4 separate regions of the Mus musculus genome follow, and regions 1, 2 and 3 are each linked to region 4. The links are chromatin contacts, called in public Hi-C and promoter capture Hi-C maps. All regions are on one chromosome and are shown on one strand. The core of a region is the stretch at or near the end of the contact, and the rest is flanking DNA. Distances in the headings are between cores, read along the strand shown.

Evidence for each region. Promoter capture Hi-C pulls out the DNA fragments that hold promoters and counts their contacts. A called contact is a pair of places that touch in the nucleus more often than the background predicts.
Region 1: a contact with region 4 is called in a promoter capture Hi-C map of pre-B cells, with 2.7 times the contacts expected there. The contact joins the promoter of Phlda1 here to the promoter of Atxn7l3b in region 4. A contact is called at or near these places in 2 of 39 promoter capture datasets (liver and pre-B cells), 1 of 115 datasets of contacts at active chromatin or transcription factors (microglia) and 1 of 9 other capture datasets (liver).
Region 2: a Hi-C map of uterus shows a contact between it and region 4, with 10 times the contacts expected there. The contact joins the promoter of Bbs10 here to the promoter of Atxn7l3b in region 4. A contact is called at or near these places in 1 of 484 Hi-C or Micro-C datasets (uterus) and 1 of 115 datasets of contacts at active chromatin or transcription factors (astrocytes).
Region 3: a contact with region 4 is called in a promoter capture Hi-C map of liver, with 2.5 times the contacts expected there. The contact joins the promoter of Nap1l1 here to the promoter of Atxn7l3b in region 4. A contact is called at or near these places in 2 of 39 promoter capture datasets (liver and pre-B cells), 1 of 484 Hi-C or Micro-C datasets (CD4 T cells), 1 of 115 datasets of contacts at active chromatin or transcription factors (astrocytes) and 1 of 9 other capture datasets (liver).

What each region holds. Positions count from the first base shown.
Region 1 is chr10:111,504,956-111,508,671 of GRCm38.p6, reverse strand. It overlaps Phlda1 (pleckstrin homology like domain, family A, member 1), which reads right to left and starts at 2,386. Exons shown (of 2, transcript NM_009344.3): 1 at 1,024-2,386; 2 at 23-612. The coding sequence starts at 2,267. The coding sequence ends at 1,050.
Region 2 is chr10:111,295,962-111,300,082 of GRCm38.p6, reverse strand. It overlaps Bbs10 (Bardet-Biedl syndrome 10 (human)), which reads right to left and starts at 1,404. Exons shown (of 2, transcript NM_027914.1): 1 at 1,176-1,404; 2 at 1-870. The coding sequence starts at 1,360. Osbpl8 (oxysterol binding protein-like 8) reads right to left here. Exons shown (of 24, transcript NM_175489.3): 24 at 2,836-4,121.
Region 3 is chr10:111,470,506-111,474,721 of GRCm38.p6, reverse strand. It overlaps Nap1l1 (nucleosome assembly protein 1-like 1), which reads right to left and starts at 1,495. Exons shown (of 16, transcript NM_015781.5): 1 at 1,371-1,495.
Region 4 is chr10:112,926,361-112,930,414 of GRCm38.p6, reverse strand. It overlaps Atxn7l3b (ataxin 7-like 3B), which reads left to right and starts at 1,389. Exons shown (of 1, transcript NM_001033474.2): 1 at 1,389-4,054. The coding sequence starts at 1,693. The coding sequence ends at 1,986.

The DNA.
Region 1 (3,716 bases), core at 1,137-3,636, 1.4 Mb after region 4:
TCTATGAAAAAGAGACCTTTAGAAACTGAAAGTAATATCAGAATTTAATTTCAACGTCTTCAAATACAATGAAAGAGTCGACTTTATGAGAATGTCCTGGGAATACTGAACCCATTTTTTTTTCATGTTTGCCCCCCTCCACCACCCCTTTCCCTTTTTCTCTTCCAAGATCAGGGCTTACTAAGAAATCTGTTTCTGAAAATAAAGTTTCTTTTTTTTTTTTCTTTTTTTCTTTTTCTTTTTGGCGAGGAGGGGGAGGAGGTGGCCTACATTCAGAAATGTCTTAGATTAGGCATAAAAAAACTAATAAATAATCATAATCCAAAATAACATTAAAATAAAATTACAGTACATAAATTGTTCCTACAAAGGTCCATTACGTTAGGTGATCCTTCCAAAGGTCCATAAATAAAGTCATCTCGACGCAAAATCTGCTTCCTGCAACTGTGATGAACATTATGCAGAAAACTACGAGGGAACTGCAAGCGCGCGTTATCCGTCGGGTGAAGTCCAAACTACTTGATCAGGCGCGGGGTGGGGAGACTCTGTTGGTTTTGATCCAAGTGAACTGAATAGCAATGCACTCTTCCCACTTTCCGAAGTCCTCAAAACCTGGAAAGAAAGGACACGGAATGAAATGAGTGACTCAGGAGTCAAGACCCTGTTCCCTCCCGGCCAGTACAAAGGACCGAGTGCCCAGAAGGACACCAAGGTCTTTACGTTGGTGCGGAGGCACACAATAAAGCAGCCCAAAGGAGGATGGCACTGAACAAGAGTGATCACCACGGTGGTGGGTAGGTGGTCCCCGTGCCCTGCTCCCTGGCGGAATTCCTCCGGCTCTTCTCTCCCCGCCCTGCCTCTACAAGCTCCGGCTTGCCCATCTTCTTTCCACCTCTCCAGAAACTTGAAACGATTTTTTTTTTTAAACTTTGCTTCGGGAGCGAAATCGGTCAACAAGCTTCCTACTCTTCCCAACAGCCATGCTGGCACGTTTCTAGGTGTCCCAGGTTGCCAGGACCTTACCTTGAGTGGCCCGGGTGCCGCCCTCTTCAGGCAGAGTTGGAGGTGCTGCGGAGAAGCCGGTGACCCTGCGGCTGCGAGTGAAGAGGCTGGTGCGCGTGCTGGAGTTGGTACGGGTGAGGGTGAGGGTGAGGGTGCGGGTGCGGGTGCGGGTGTGGGTGCTGGTGCGGGTGAGAGTAAGGATGAGGATGCGGATGCGGGTAGGAGTGGAGCTGTTGGGGTTGGGGTTGGGGCTGAGGTTGGGGCTGAGGTTGGGGCTGGGGTTGGGGTTGAGGCTGGATCTGCGGCTGGGGCTGGGGTTGGATCTGCGGCTGGGGCTGGGGTTGGATCTGCTGCGTCTGCGGAGGCTGCTGCTGGACCAGGTGCTGCTGCTTCTGCCTGGTAGACTTGACCGCCAGTATGGCCTGGCGATTTTTGTACTGCACCATCTGCAACGTGATCTCGGCGTTCCAGCCCTGGTCCTGGGGGCACCGAAAGTCGATCTCTTTGCCCTCCGTCATCACCACAGTGAAGTACATGTACTTGCCCTTGCGCTCCACGCAGTCTACAGTCTTCATATTGGAAAAGTGCAATTCCTTCAGCTTGACTGGTGGCTCAAGGCTGGCGACGGTGGGGCCACTAGGTTGGGACGGTTCGGCCGTCCCCTGCCCGGGCTGTTGCTGCTGCTGCTGCTGTTGTAGCTGCTTGGGCGGTATGAGCAGTAGCCCTTCCTCGGTGAGGATGCAGCACTTTTTCTTCCAGAGCTGCAGCAGCCCGTCGCTTCGCTTTTCCAGCACTCCTTCCTTCAGCGCCTTGCAGCCGCTGTTCTCCAGCATCCTTCCGGCATAAGGGGTGCTGCTGCTCCGCTCGGCCTTCAGGCTTCCAGACGCTCCGGCTGGGGGTAGCAGTAGCAGCCCTGCGCCGTCCTCGCCCCAGCGGCTTCCGCGGCCGCCCGCCCGGAGCGCGCAGAGAAGGCTGACTCGCAGGAGACAGAGCGGTGGCGGCGGCGGCGGTGGCTCGGGGTCCCGGCAGAGGGACAGGCGCGTCCTGACTCGCCACAAGATCCCGGAGCCGTGAGCGGGCTGCTCTCTGCCGTCCTCCGGCGAGCGCTCACTGAAGGGCACTGGCCGGGGCCCCTCGCGGCGCTTTTCAATGGGCCACCCTCCCCACCCCCGAGTGACACCCAGCGGAAAAGGCGGCTCCTGGCGCCCGCGCCGCGGGGGAAAACCCAGCTCCGAGAGGCGCTCGGCAGCCGGCGTACGCCTCATTAACTTGGGGCCTTCCCAGAGCCCGCCGCGGACACGCCCCCCGCCGCCGGCTCCGCCCCAGCCCCGCCGCCGGCTCCGCCCCCGCCCCGCCCCACCGCCCACGGCCGCCCGCGCCGCCTGGAAGCAGGTTCTGGAAACTCCTGGAGGCTCCACGCGGTCGCTGAGGTCGCCGCGGCTGCCGGGCGGCGACTGCCGACGCCCAGAGGGCGCCGAAAAACCATCCCCCCACGGACCGGCCCTTCCTTAGCAGGTGGGCTCTCCGCTGCGGGGGTGGGTAGCAGATCCAGGCAGGCCTGGGGAGCCACCCCTGGGGTCAACGCGGAGCCGACTCCAGACAAGGGCATAAAACTTAGGGGACGAAGTTCCATAGCGGGCATTACCCCCCCCCCCCCCATAGCTATGTAAACATCTCAGGGAACAAAACCCAAGAGTGCTTCGAGCTTTTTTGTTGTTGGTGTTGTTCAGCCATTAAATAAATAGTTGTTCCTGGGGGCAATTAGCTAAGGCAAAACAATAAAGCTACCAGTTTGTAGTGACAGGGAAATAAGGGTGGACTCACTCCAGGTATACATTCTTGACTTCCTTTCCTGCCACAGAACACAGGCAAAATAGCCAGACTCACCAAGCGGTTTTTGTTTTTGTGAGTGTATGTTTTGCTTGTGTGTGTGTAGTACGTATTGTATGAGAACGCAGGTCAGAAATCAGCAGATCCCTAGAACAGGTTCTGGGAATTGAACCTCTGCGAGGAGTGCCATCTCTCTAGGCCCTCGGGTTTCCTTCTAGATCAGACCTTGCAGTCCACAGCAGTAGCAGGGTAGGCAGATGTCCAGCATTGGGAGGTCATACACACAAGCCTTGGCGAATGTCCTACAAACACCTGTGGGAATCTGACTCTGGAAAGTCCTAGTCTCCGTCTTGCCTTTAAACCTTTCCTGATAAGGTAGACTATAAAGCACAGATCTAGTCTCCAGTTTGGGAAAATAACCTCTAAGCCTCCTCTCACCATAAGGAGATAGGACAAAACAGGCTGTTGGTCAGACAAGGGCTGCTGCCACACCGCCAGGAAGAATCAGGAATCCAATCGAAGAGAATGTCGAGGATGAACTATTCAAAGTCTTTCGTGTGTCGTGCTATGAAACTCGAACTTAATCTGAGAGCTAACAGAAATGTCTTCTCGAAAACAGAGTTCTTGGACCTTCACCCAAGGTTCTGATCAAATGGACCAGTTCAAAAAAAACAATTCTGAGTCTTACATTTGGACTCATTTTACAGCCTTTCGTTTTTGTTCCCCATTCCCCCCCCCCCCCAAAAAAACAAATGTAAAGATTTCTAATGTGATCATGCATAAGCATTATCTTTGTGTATACCAAGAATAGACTTGTAATTCTGATTACTAACCACCTTAATTTCTTTCCCCCACCTCTGTAGAACAGGTCAGCACTCCAGAGT
Region 2 (4,121 bases), core at 155-2,654, 1.6 Mb after region 4:
TCTGGTAGGACACAAGGAGAAAGACCAGTGATCCTCTGGACAAGGGAAACTTCTTCGGCTGATAAACACTCCACCACTGATATGCTATTAAGTCTTGCACAGTAAATAACCAGGTCTGGTTGCTTCACACTGGTCAGGAGCAGTTTTACATTCTGACCACGCAAGTGGTTCATTACTGTTTTTGTCCTGTCCGTGATCCAGCACTGAGATGCCTGAAACTGTGTTTCTGAATTGAGAACAAACTCCGAGCCAGCCGATGAAAACTGAGGCTGGAGGATTTCTGTTACTATCACCATCCTAATGTCACCATCTGCTGGGCAGTACATAGAAAAGTCCCTGGGAAGCACAAGGCCATCTATGATTCTAGAATCTGAAACAGGAAGGCCTGTCACGCCAACATTCAACTCTGCAAAACAGTGATCCAACAACTCAAATACTTCAACCCCACTTTCACAAGCCATACACTTGAAAACGTAGTCACACATCAACTGTGAAATGAATCTGTGATTGTTTCTTCCCACTCTTCCACAAAAGTATGCTTCCAGGAGCAACTCTAGCGAGTGCCTGCACAGTTTTCTTCCTTCAGTGGATGAAGAAAAGACAGACAGGTAGTGCCTGCTTAAACTCCGGTCTACAATACAACCTAGGGTTTGTGTCTGAAACGTTTGCAGAGCCTGGGAAATAGATTTCCACTGACAACAGTTTTTCCAATGCCTTTCATGGCTCTGAATATTTTCAGAAGTGAATGAATCTTTTCCTTTTTCTCCGATTGCATGAAGTCCTCTGAGTAAATGGCAAAGAAAAATAATAAATGTCTTAGCACCATCTCCTGTCTTTTTAAGGTGACTGGAAACACACGCCACTATCATCCTGTATAGGAAGGGAAAAAAATAACTCAGATTTTCTGGGTTAAATCCACATTTTCATAGCTATAAGGCACACAGATTGTCCTTTTGACATATAGGCTTTGCTTTACTTTTCCTTTAACTACTTCATTCAGGGATGGGGAAAGAGTAAGAAGTGTTCTGTGCACGTGATGAGGTTTGGGGCTCGGGACTAGTAGTTTGGGCAGCTCTCTGATGTCTACACTGGTTTTATCCAGGTCCACGGCCTCAGGATGGGATGGGAGATTGAGGGAGATGCGCGCCTAGTGGAGGGCAGGAGAAGTGAGGTACCTGGCTAAGGGATGCTCTAAGTGCAGCGCCTCCAGGAGGCAGCCTCCATCCCTGCTAAGCAGCACCTCGCCGGTGGGCTTCGTACACAACACTTGGCCGCCCTCGGGCCCCACGCAGCGGTTCGCGATGCTCTCCAGCACCTCGGCCACCCGCAAAGCCGCCGTCACCGACCCCTGGGACGCCATGGGTAAGGAACCACGGGTAACGCTTCCGTTAGGTCAGGCCCGCAGAAGGGCGGAAACGGAAGAGGCGGGGAAAACGGCGGAAGAGCAGTAGCTTTGGCATCGATTGGCGGAAGAGCTCTATGCCCCTCGGTGGGGTGGAGCCCCGCCAGCGGTGGGCGGAGACTCGAGTGGTCCTGGGACGTCCTTACTTTCCTGGTTCACGTCCCGCGGGCCTCCCTGGCCACTGCAACCGCTAGGTCTCTGCAGGGAAGGGCTCGGGCTCGGGGGCGTGATTACCGCCCCATCTCGAGCTTACTTCTCTAGTGCCCCTGCCGTGTAGTTTGCTCTCCTTGCCTTCAAGCAAACGGTTTTAGAATGCAGGGCAGGCGGAGAGAGCTTGGGCATAGCCATTTCTAGGCTCGTGGCTTCCGCTGGGGTGTGCTACCTTGTGTGTGTTCAGGTATGGACGAAACCCCACCTAGTTAAACCACTTGAGCAGAAGTAGATGTTTGCCTTTTATTCACATCGATGATCAATTGTATTTGTCATTTGTACTGTATACCATCCCAAAGCAGAAATGTTTCACCCAGTAAAACACAAAGGCTTTAGGGAGCGCACGAGCGCTGGATTCATAGCTAAAGGGCTTCTTTCAGCCAGAGACCATCTGTCTCTGCTTTCCTCATTTAAAACAAACAAGTTGGTAAAACAAAACAAAACAAACAAAACCAAAAAAACCTTTAAAGTTCCGAGGTGGATAAGTTAGTTTTTGTACTGTTTCTAACTCGAAGTACAGCCAAGTATTTGTCATTTACTCACAAAATTCTCATGGTGGATCATTACCCAGGCTGTCATACCCACAAGAAATGAATGCAGAACAAAGCTGTCAATGTTAGCAGGAAAGTGATCTTGTAGATAGATATTCAATGACGTTTAACACTGACAGCAGTGTCCTTACCCCACACGGGCAAGAGGATTCTGAGGGACAAGTTAGAATGAGGTGAAAGGAAGACAAAATCATGAGTAAAGCCTTCCTGAGGTTTCCTCAATAACTCAGTAGTAAACGACCGGGAGGAGAACAGCATTTCAGTGTCTAATGATACTGCTTCAGTGTTTTTTCTTGGTTGCATTCATCACTGGACATTATCTTTAGACTGAAATAGTGGGATATTTCAAACATTTAAACAGTACAATCAAGTGCACTGTGTAGTCGTGATTCAGGAGGCTTTTACCTGAGAAAGACAGACCGCCTTTATTCTTACTGTGTAGTTTTTGGGGTCATTTAGATATGCTGAGCCTCATCTTTAATGTATAAAATATGTATAAACTCCACTTATTTTAAAAGAATATAAAGTATCAAGTAAAACATATATTAGAGATTGTCAAAATTCCTGTCAAGCCTGTACCCATCTTTTTCACACACACAATAAAAAATAAGAGGATTAATTTAGTACATTATGCATTAATACATTATATCAAGAGTCACTGGATCACAGATTGCTCTTTTAAAAAAGTTTATTTAGAATACCTACTTGTAGAAGTTAACATAATTTTACAGATCATTAGAAAAATTCTTTTCTCTCTGCAAACATGACAGGTTAGGAATAATAGATTAGAAATGTATACATTACAAAACCGCCTGTGACTATCTATACATTTACTATGCACCTTAAGAGAATTCTACAGTGTGCTGTATTTACACTGCAGGTGAGAACACACTTACATCCTATCATACAAAACTGACCAATGCTAGTGCTTGACTTTATAAACCCATTAACTGAAGTACTTAAAATTAAATCTATATTTAACATGCCAAAAGTGGAAATAAATTCAACTGAGGTTCTGTGGCTCATCATTCAAATGGTTCATGACATTTTTTCAAATAAAGATTATCAATATTAGCCGGGTGTGGTGGCACACACCTTTAATCCCAGCACTCGGGAGGCAGAGGCAGGCGGATTTCTGAGTTCAAGGCCAGCCTGGTCTACAGAATGAGTTCCAGGACAGCCAGGGCTACACAGAGAAACCCTGTCTCGAAAAAAACAAAAAACAAAACAAAACAAAAAAAAAAGAACATCAATATTATGATATTAAAATAATTTTATGATAAATAAAGAGGCTGATTTTTCGAAATACTTCATAAAGTATAGTCACATTCATTTTTGTCAAGGTTTTCCTGTGGCTCTCACTAAATATGTTAATCTTATTAATAAGACACTGGTCCTGTACAATGTTAACAGTCCATCTTCAATTAAAAACTGTAACAAAATAGTCCTTTAATTGTAACAAAAATTGGATATACTAAACCCACACAATACATAACAAAATGAAACCAAATTATGCAGTGGTGGCAGGTTATACATTTTAAAGAATCTCTTTATATGTAGTCAAATATGAAAGACATTGAAATGTAAACTTATTGAATTATGAAAGGTCTCTCCCACTGGGTCAAATCGGAAAATTTGTATAAACGAACATGTTCTTTATTTATATTTAATGTAATAGTCTACAGTCTCGTGTATGGCTCATCGCGTACGTATGCCATCATACCTGAAATAAGACAAAAACAAAAGCAAAACCAGACTATTTACTGCTGACTAGAAATGCTAAACACTGAAAAAAGATGAAGTTTTATACATTTGTTTTTTAAAATTTTGATGACGATATTCTTCAAAAAGTTAAAACTGCCTTCCACAAAATTCTGTGAATATGGCACAAGTTGACACCCGAAAACAGTGTGAATTCCATCAAAAAGGCACTGTCTACAATACTCAGAGCCATCTGA
Region 3 (4,216 bases), core at 246-2,745, 1.5 Mb after region 4:
AGGTGGGTTTCTGAGTTCCAGGCCAGTTTGGTGTACAGAATGAGTTCTAGGACAGCCAGGGCTACACAGAAAAACCCTGTCTGGAAACCACCACCCCCACCCCATCCCGCCCCCCCCAAAAAAATCAAAAAACAAAAAAATGTAAATTTTAGGCACTCCTCTAATCCAAAGTATTCTTTGGATATTAAGTTTGGGAAGGTGTTTTGATGGCGTCTATTTTCAAAAGTGGTAAACTTTATGTTGGCTCTCCTGAAATTAGAGGTGTTGGGAAAGTCTTTAAAACGTTTCTCATTTTGGAATTTAGAGACAGGAGACAGTCTGAAGTAGTTAGCCCTGGAAGATAGCCTGTATGCCTGGTGCATCCTTTTAGTCTGGGAAGCCCTGCCCTCTGGACAGGACCTGTCTCCGCCCTCCCTCCGATGCCACTCCTGAGATCTTTACAGAAATGTGGCGCACTGAGCTTGGTCAGTATATTATTAATGCCTTGTTCCACCCCATGGTCCTTCCACTTCATCCCTAGTGAGAATTCTGGGGGGAGGGAGGGGGTGCTGCCTGAAGGGAAGAACCACGCTGTTGGTCTATTAAACTCGAACCCCACTCCCCACCCCCAACAAGCCAGCCCTTCTTAGTTTTCGTCTCAGAACCATCTGGAGGTTTAAGGAGACTAGGATTAAGTCTCTCCACACAAATATACCCCGGCCACGTTACCCATCGAAGTTCTAACTGTACCTGTGAGACACAAAACAAGATCTTTTGTTAAAAAAAAAAAAAAAAAAAAATAGCTAGGCTGAACGCTTTGCACGTGTTAACCCCTTATAACCCTGGCGGTGGAGGCTGCTCGCCCCTCCATCCTCCCATCCGCTAGCACAGTTCCCTCCAGGAAGACCCAGGGAGCCGGTGAGACCGTGGCGGGACTGGTACTCGTGGCGACCCCTCCTCCTCCTCCAACTCCGACGGAGGTGTCGGGTGGGCCCCGGCAGGGGTCTCCGGCCGCCCGCGGCGCGGTCCCCACGTGCCCCGGCTCCTGCGCGCCGAGGCCGCGCGGCCTGCACAGCCCCTCCCTGCGGGCGGAACTCGCGCGGCCACCGTTCCTTCCATGTCCCCCATCCCCGCGGCCCGCCTCGCCGGGGTTGCCCTCGCGGTGGGCTCCACCGAGGCAGAGGCGGCCGGGCGACCCAGGGCGCCCCGCGGCGTGGCCTCCTCCTCCTCCTCCGCTCTCCCGCGGCCTCGCCGTCCCGCGCGCCCCGCAGCCGCCGGCGCTCCCCGGGGTCCCTCAGGCCGCATGGCCGCTCCGGAGCGCTCACCCCGCGGCCTCAGCCCGACACCTCGCAGGCCCCCGCCACCCGGCCCTCCCGGCCCCCAGCCGTTACCGTTCCAGGAGGCTCGGACGCGGAGCCGGGCGGCGGGAGCTGCGCAGGCAGTGACTCAGGGCGGCGGCAGCGGCGGCGGCGGGAGGAGCAGGAGGCGGCGCCGCGAGCAGATGGCGCTAAAAAAGACCCGAGAGCCCGCCGCTCGCGCTCATATACAATTAGCGTCAGCACGTAGGGCTGCTCCGACGCCCTCCCCCTGGCCTCGGCGTTGCGTAGCAACGGGAGCGGGAGGCGGGCCTGGGCCTTGTTGCCTGGTTACAGAGCCGTCCTTCTTCCCCGGCACCTTAGGCTTCCCGCCTGTGGCGGTCTTGTGCTCGCCATCTCTTCTCCCTTCTACGCTGCGATGGAAATCCCAATCCCACAGCGACGACCCATAGGTCCCGCTCCTGGTTCTCCTTGCCCGCCTGGGTTAGGGACACAGCCTAGTGGCAGGCTTGCAGTATCCTGGCTAGGATTCCCATCCGCATCCAGACCTAATCCCAGCACGCCTCTCCCCTCTCCCCACCCCCTTCTCCTCTGAAACCATTTTCCCACTCTAGCTGAGAACTAACAACTCTTTTCTTGTGACCACCGCGGCAGCGTCTTCGGCTGGTTTTGCTTCTAACTCGGGGCGCCTCTACGCCTTTTAGGGTGTTCCACATCACGTTTACCTGATACACAACCCTTCATCTCTGCTTTAGTTCATTTGATGGAAGTAAAGAGCGTATTTTTGCGTATTACTGCTTTATAATGAAAATAATCAGCATACCAATTTTTCATCTTCCTGAAAAAGTAAATCAACCCTTAAGCTCATGAAATCTTGCAGCTATTTTTCAGTTGACTACAAATCACCTGTTCTGTTAACTATGTTTGGTGCTTTGGGGTTTTGTTTTTTAGGTAGGGCCACAGTGAGGCCCTGCAGGTATCAGATTTTAAATCTTTCAGAGAGTGGCTATGTGCCACAATTTGAGATCGTCAAATCAAACAGCTGTGCTCCAAGTGTGGTCTTTATGGTGGGAGGTTAATCTGTCTATAATACTAAGGCACTGTCTACATTTTACATTCCCATCCTCCCACAAGCCTTCACTGGAGTCTTCCAGACACTACAAGTCGTGAGATAGGGCAACATTGGAAATACAAACAGACAGACAGGAGAATCTGGTTATCTGTTGTGAAATCAGGCATGGAAGAACTTGGCAAAAAGTAGTATGTGCATACAAAAGGCTATGTGCTAGTATTTTAGTGAAAGAATAACTACTCTTTGAGTCCTTTGGATGTAGCTCATTTGGTAAGAGTGCCTGCCTAAGATGCATGAAGGCCCCAGGTTCAAACCACAGCATCACATAGCCCACACATGGCTTCATTTCTGGAGTTGCACCCCTGCAGAGATAGAGGCACAGGGATAAGGAATTTAGGGTCATAGAGAGTTCCAGGTCAGCGCGGAATATTTAAGGCCCTGTAGCAGAAAAAAAAAAAAAATCACTGTTAATTTCCAACAAGATAACTATCAGTATCTGGAATGCACACAAAGGTCTCTGGGGGAAAGTGGAGTGTGGTGTCACACACCAGTTAAGCCAGAACTCTGGAGATAAAGACAGGAGGATTTTCAACTCTACTGCAGCCTGGCTACGTAGTGAGACCCTATCTTAAAGCTAAGCAAAGCTTTTGGACTTGTCAAAGGTTTTTTGGGGGCTTGCTTATTGGTTTGTTTGTTTTTAAAGGAAAGATCCTGGGACATCTATTAGTTTCCCTGAAACTTTAAAATGTCTGTAATTAGCATTAGTCAAGTTGTTCAAGGTCACATGGGAAATCTAGGATCGAATCCAGAACTGTTCAAATGATCACCTCCTTTTGCCAAGTCATGGAATTCACGTTTCGGAAAAAAAAATGTCAAGCCCAGGCCTCCATCATGAAATGAGTTGTGTGGCAGCCAATATCAATACAGCAGCACCTAGGAGAAAAACCTGGGTGTGTCTGTGAGGGCGTCTCTAACTTGTGCTCGTTGAAGTGGGAAGTTCCTCTTTTGGGTTGGTGACATCCATGCATGGGCTGTCTTGAACTGAATAGGAAAGAGAACGCAAGCGGAACACCAACATGAACTGCCTTTTAGCTCTTGATTAGATGCAATGTGGTGAGTGTCACCATGTTGTCCCCGATGGGAAAGACAGATTGCACCCTCCAACTCTGAGCCACGGCAAATCCTTCCTTCCTAACGTTCTCTCAATTAGGCATGCTTTCACCGCCATTTAAAAAAGGAAAGCAAGTTGGGACCGAGTATTTTGTCAATTGAATCCAAACTTACTCATAACTCACTCTTTTTTGGGTATCAAACCACCTCTGTTCTAAGCGTCACTCTCTATTTGTCATTTGCTTGCGGAGACAGGACCTCGCTATGGGACTCTAGCTGTCCTAGAACTTAACTCCCTATGTAGAGCAGAGATCAGTAGGCCTGTGCCTCCCCAGTGCTAGGATTAAAGGCATGAGCTGCCACACATGGTTTAAAATCAGCTCTTAGTAATGAAAACCAAAAACAAAACAAAAGATCTTTACTTAGTTATACAATCAGTATTGCATTCCTTATTGTTGTATTATGGCCAAAAACAAAAAGGAAAAGAAAAAAGAAAATGGTGTTGATACTATAAATGGTTTGATAAAGTGTCAAAAACCATTCTGTTTTTCGTTCCTTCCAAAAGGTGAGTTAAGTCACCCCCACCCGCCAGCATCAACCCTTTTAAAGAATTCCTGGAGGTGGTGGTGATTTGCTCCCTTGGTCTTTAGGAAGTTCCAGTCATGATGACAACGTGCGTGGCATTGTTATTACTTTCTTTTTCAGATTTGATTCCTTTCATAGTAGCTCAAAGTTCTTG
Region 4 (4,054 bases), core at 140-2,639:
AACAGATCCCAATACAAGATTCGCATAGGCATCTACTGTAGGAGGCAGTCTGATTCAGTAACATGTACTCTTAAACATTACATGGTTTATTGTATGTCCAGATCCCACAATGTGTCAATACGTTAATTTTTTGAATCTAGAACATCTAGATTATACAAAAGTCCAATTTTTTTAAAGTTCTGTCTTTTTTTAAATTAAAAAAAAAGAACTCTGGGCAGAAAAAAATTAAGTAGCATAAGCTAAATGATTTGTATCTGCCAATTTGTGAGATCTAAATTAATTAAATAGACAACTAGAAAATACAGTTGTTTACAAATAGTTTGCACTCTAAATCAATCAGTGTAAGGTAATTCTGTACTGAGGAAAATATGATCATCTTATGCTTTTCTCTAATCTGGAAATCTTGCATAAGAAAGCTATAAAGGAGGATTTGAGTTTTTCCTTAGCCACAGTTCTTTCTGATAAATTGCAAAAGTAGAGCAGTTGCAGAGGAGGATCAAATAATGAACAAGAAAGAAAAAAGTAAAGAAAGAATACAGTGATTTCCTTATGTTTGAATTCACAACTAATCTTTTTAGGAATAGCTAGCTAGCATCTTCTGATCCATTGTGGTTAGTAGTGTGTTTTATCAGTGACAGAATAAGGACTTGCTTGAGTCAAATGAGAAAAGTTGTTAGGAGCTGGCTGCAGAGGATTTGGTGGGACGGTTCCAGTTCTCACAGTGAAAGCAGTGTAACTTTAGGAAAGTCTTCCCCCTCCTCTTTGCCTCCCCCAAACTAAGCGCACATCATTTTTATCTTGTAGCACATTTGGAGACGTATATAATCATTTCTTTACAGTCACGCTGACTTAATGGTCTTATAAGTGAGATAAATGCCTTAGGTTTATTTGATCAATATATTTGAATTATGCCTTTAGTGTCAGGATTCTAGTTGTTTTCATTCAAAGAAAGCCTCAAAGATAAACTATAGGGCAATTTGTTTCCTTGCATCATCTAGTGGATTTAAATGACAACTGCGGCAGTACTGTAAATTACTGCAAGCCAATCCTGTACGTCAAATTTTCAGTCGTATGTGGATAAACATGCCTGAAATCATTATTCGATTGATTACACAACTGGACAAGTAATTATTATTCCTCCTTTTACGTAAGAAATCATTGAAACACAGGTGAACGCATTAGTGAACGTTTAAAGCCCTAAACAAAATACCATAGCATCGTCGATAACATTTTATGAACCGGGAGAGAGAAAAAGACACAGGCAGGAATGCCAGTTGTCGCCACTGGCTCGCACAGACCAACAGTGCTCCCAGGCCAGCGAACTGCGCCAGAGCCCGAGCCCAAGCCCAGCCTCCGCGCGGAGCCAGTGCGCAGGCGCAGCACCGGGCGGAAGTGGGGGGGCGGGCCCAGACTGTCAGCGAGAGGAAGAGGCCCGAACGGCTGGGTGAGGCGCCGAGACGGTTTTCGCGGCGAGCCGGGCTCGGGTGCAGCTCAGAATCCCGAACTTGGGTGATCGTCGCAGCCGAGCGAGCGTTGGGGCTCCGGAGCGGCGGTTGCTGTCGCCGCGGACGCCGCCGTCGTCGCCGTTGCCGTCCCGGAGGACGAGGCCCGGAGAGGCCTTGCAGGCCTAGCGGAGCCCGAGTGTGCCGTGAGTAAAGCCAGCGCCCTCCGCACGGTCGCTTGCCGGTTAAGATGGAGGAGATTTCGTTGGCCAACCTGGATACTAACAAGCTGGAGGCCATCGCCCAGGAGATCTATGTAGACCTGATAGAGGATTCCTGCCTGGGCTTCTGCTTTGAGGTGCACCGGGCGGTCAAGTGTGGCTACTTCTACCTGGAGTTTGCAGACACTGGGAGCGTGAAGGATTTCGGCATCCAGCCAGTGGAGGACAAAGGCGCGTGCCGCCTCCCGCTCTGCTCCCTTCCTGGGGATCCCGGGGACGGGCCCCAGACGGAGCTGCAGCGTTCACCTCCGGAATTCCAGTAGTCACCACCTGAGAGAGGGCGACACAGTGACCAGGACAATAATAGAGACTGGTCCCCGTGGCTTTGGAGGAATAAGCTAAGTTGGAGAGAAAAAAAATTAAATCAACAAATAAAGGAAAAGCAAACAAAAGTCCCATTTACCCCCCTTCAAGATCTTAGCATTAAAATACAAAAAAAAAAAAAACCGAGAAGGCGTAAAACGAACAAAACACCCAAAGAGGAGAATTTAGGAATCCCGGTCCATTTGAAAGGGTCTCCCATGCCAGCTCTGAAATCCTGGGCAGAAGAAGGTCCAGAGGCGTCGTGCTGTATTTTGAGCTGTATAAAATACATGTGGATGTGCAAGGACCCTGAACTGTCCTCGGTACACAGGTGAGCAGCTGTGTACCCAGCCTATACAATTCTATTTGTTTCTCAGATTCTGCATCTGCCTGATGTCATGGGCCTCCTTCGAAGTTTTAGATGGTGTTGATGGTCAGGCCCTGATCAGTCAGCTTCGGTGGACTGCTCCTCTGATTTCTAAGCCTCCAATTGGGCCTCTTTGATACAAATAGAAGTCAGGTATGTGACTTAAATACTAAAAATATTAATATTCCCGTTTGAATTCGATGGGAAGCCCTTGTGCCCTTGTCTTCAAGAAGTTCCAAATCACCTGTTTTCCAAAGGTCCAGCATTTTGTGGGGACAAGGCCTTGCCTTTGGCTCATCAGAAGACCTGTCTTTCCATCCTACTGAGTGGCAAAGGTTTGGCAAAGGACAAGGTGGTTTTCAAACAGCTGAAGATTTTCTTTTGATGCTATGAGGATGAAGTGTACCTCCGCGACTGCACATCATGTCCAACTGGAAGACTCATGTCTTGAATTACATACTGCGGACATAAGTTTGGTGGGACGGTTTTTTCCTACTTTTGAGTTACTGGTGATGTAACCAGCCCATGGGTCTGACTTGATCATTATGACAGGTCGCTGCCCTCCAGTGGTACCACTGACCTACAGAAGGACATCATGGCAGAGCAGGAGGCTGTTTAAAAATTGAGCCAGGAGGGAACTTTTTTCCATCTGCCTTCAATAATGTGAATGAGTTTAATGCTAAGAGCCCTGAAACAGGCCTGGTTTACCTGGTATGGTTGCAGAATTCCTTCATCAACTGGGCAGTCAGACCTCTGCTGTGCTGATTGAGACTGTCTCCACCTTCTCTGCCCTCACAAACAGCAGTTCATCACTTGGTCCTCAGAACCTCCTTCCAGCAGGGGCTGTATATTTCTTGATGGAAAGTTGGAGGCAGGGTTAGAAGTAAAGGGGAAGTGAGTGGCATATCAAAACTGGTCTGTTTCAGTCCCTAAAATGGGGGGTTATGGAGGGTGGGAGTCCTGAGGTGAGCAGAAAAGAAAGGTGCTGCTTTATTTGAAATGTTTTCTTACCTCATTCTGTGCCCCAGTAAAGGGTCCAGCCTCATCTGTCTGGCTTGGCCATGTTCCTGTCACTGCTCCACTGCCTCTCTGGTGCAGCTCATGATTCCAGGTGCTGCTTGCCACACTAGGTTTTCTCTCGACCAATTTCAGCTCATCTTCCAGTGCTGCTCCTCCGAAGCCTACACAAGTTTCCTTTTTCCTTTTGTTGTCGTTTTCGTTTTCTAACTTTAAATTTTTATGTTGTTTTGTTTTACCTGTTTTTATGGAAGCCTTAGAGGAGAATCTCTCATGGCTCCCTCTGTTTGGATTGGAATGGGAAAATAACAAAAAAAAAAAAAAAAAAAAAAAACAACCTTTTTTTAAATTTACAAGGCAGTGTCATGTCTAAGTGTTTCTCTTATATAAGGCTGCCTTGCTAGTATATCTCCCTGCCTGTCATGAGTTCTTTCTTCCCATTGCTACTTGGATACGGCCTCTTAGGACTTACTGCAGAGCCAGGAATGCTGGCATACACAAGGAAGGAGTTGGTTCTGCTCCACATTTCTAATCCTATTGTGTATGTATCTTCCTTCTCCCAGGAGCTATTTGAAGTGTGTGGACTAATTTGGATTATACTCAAAGAGTTGAGGCAATTATAGTGCTTGAGCCTTGAGACTGTC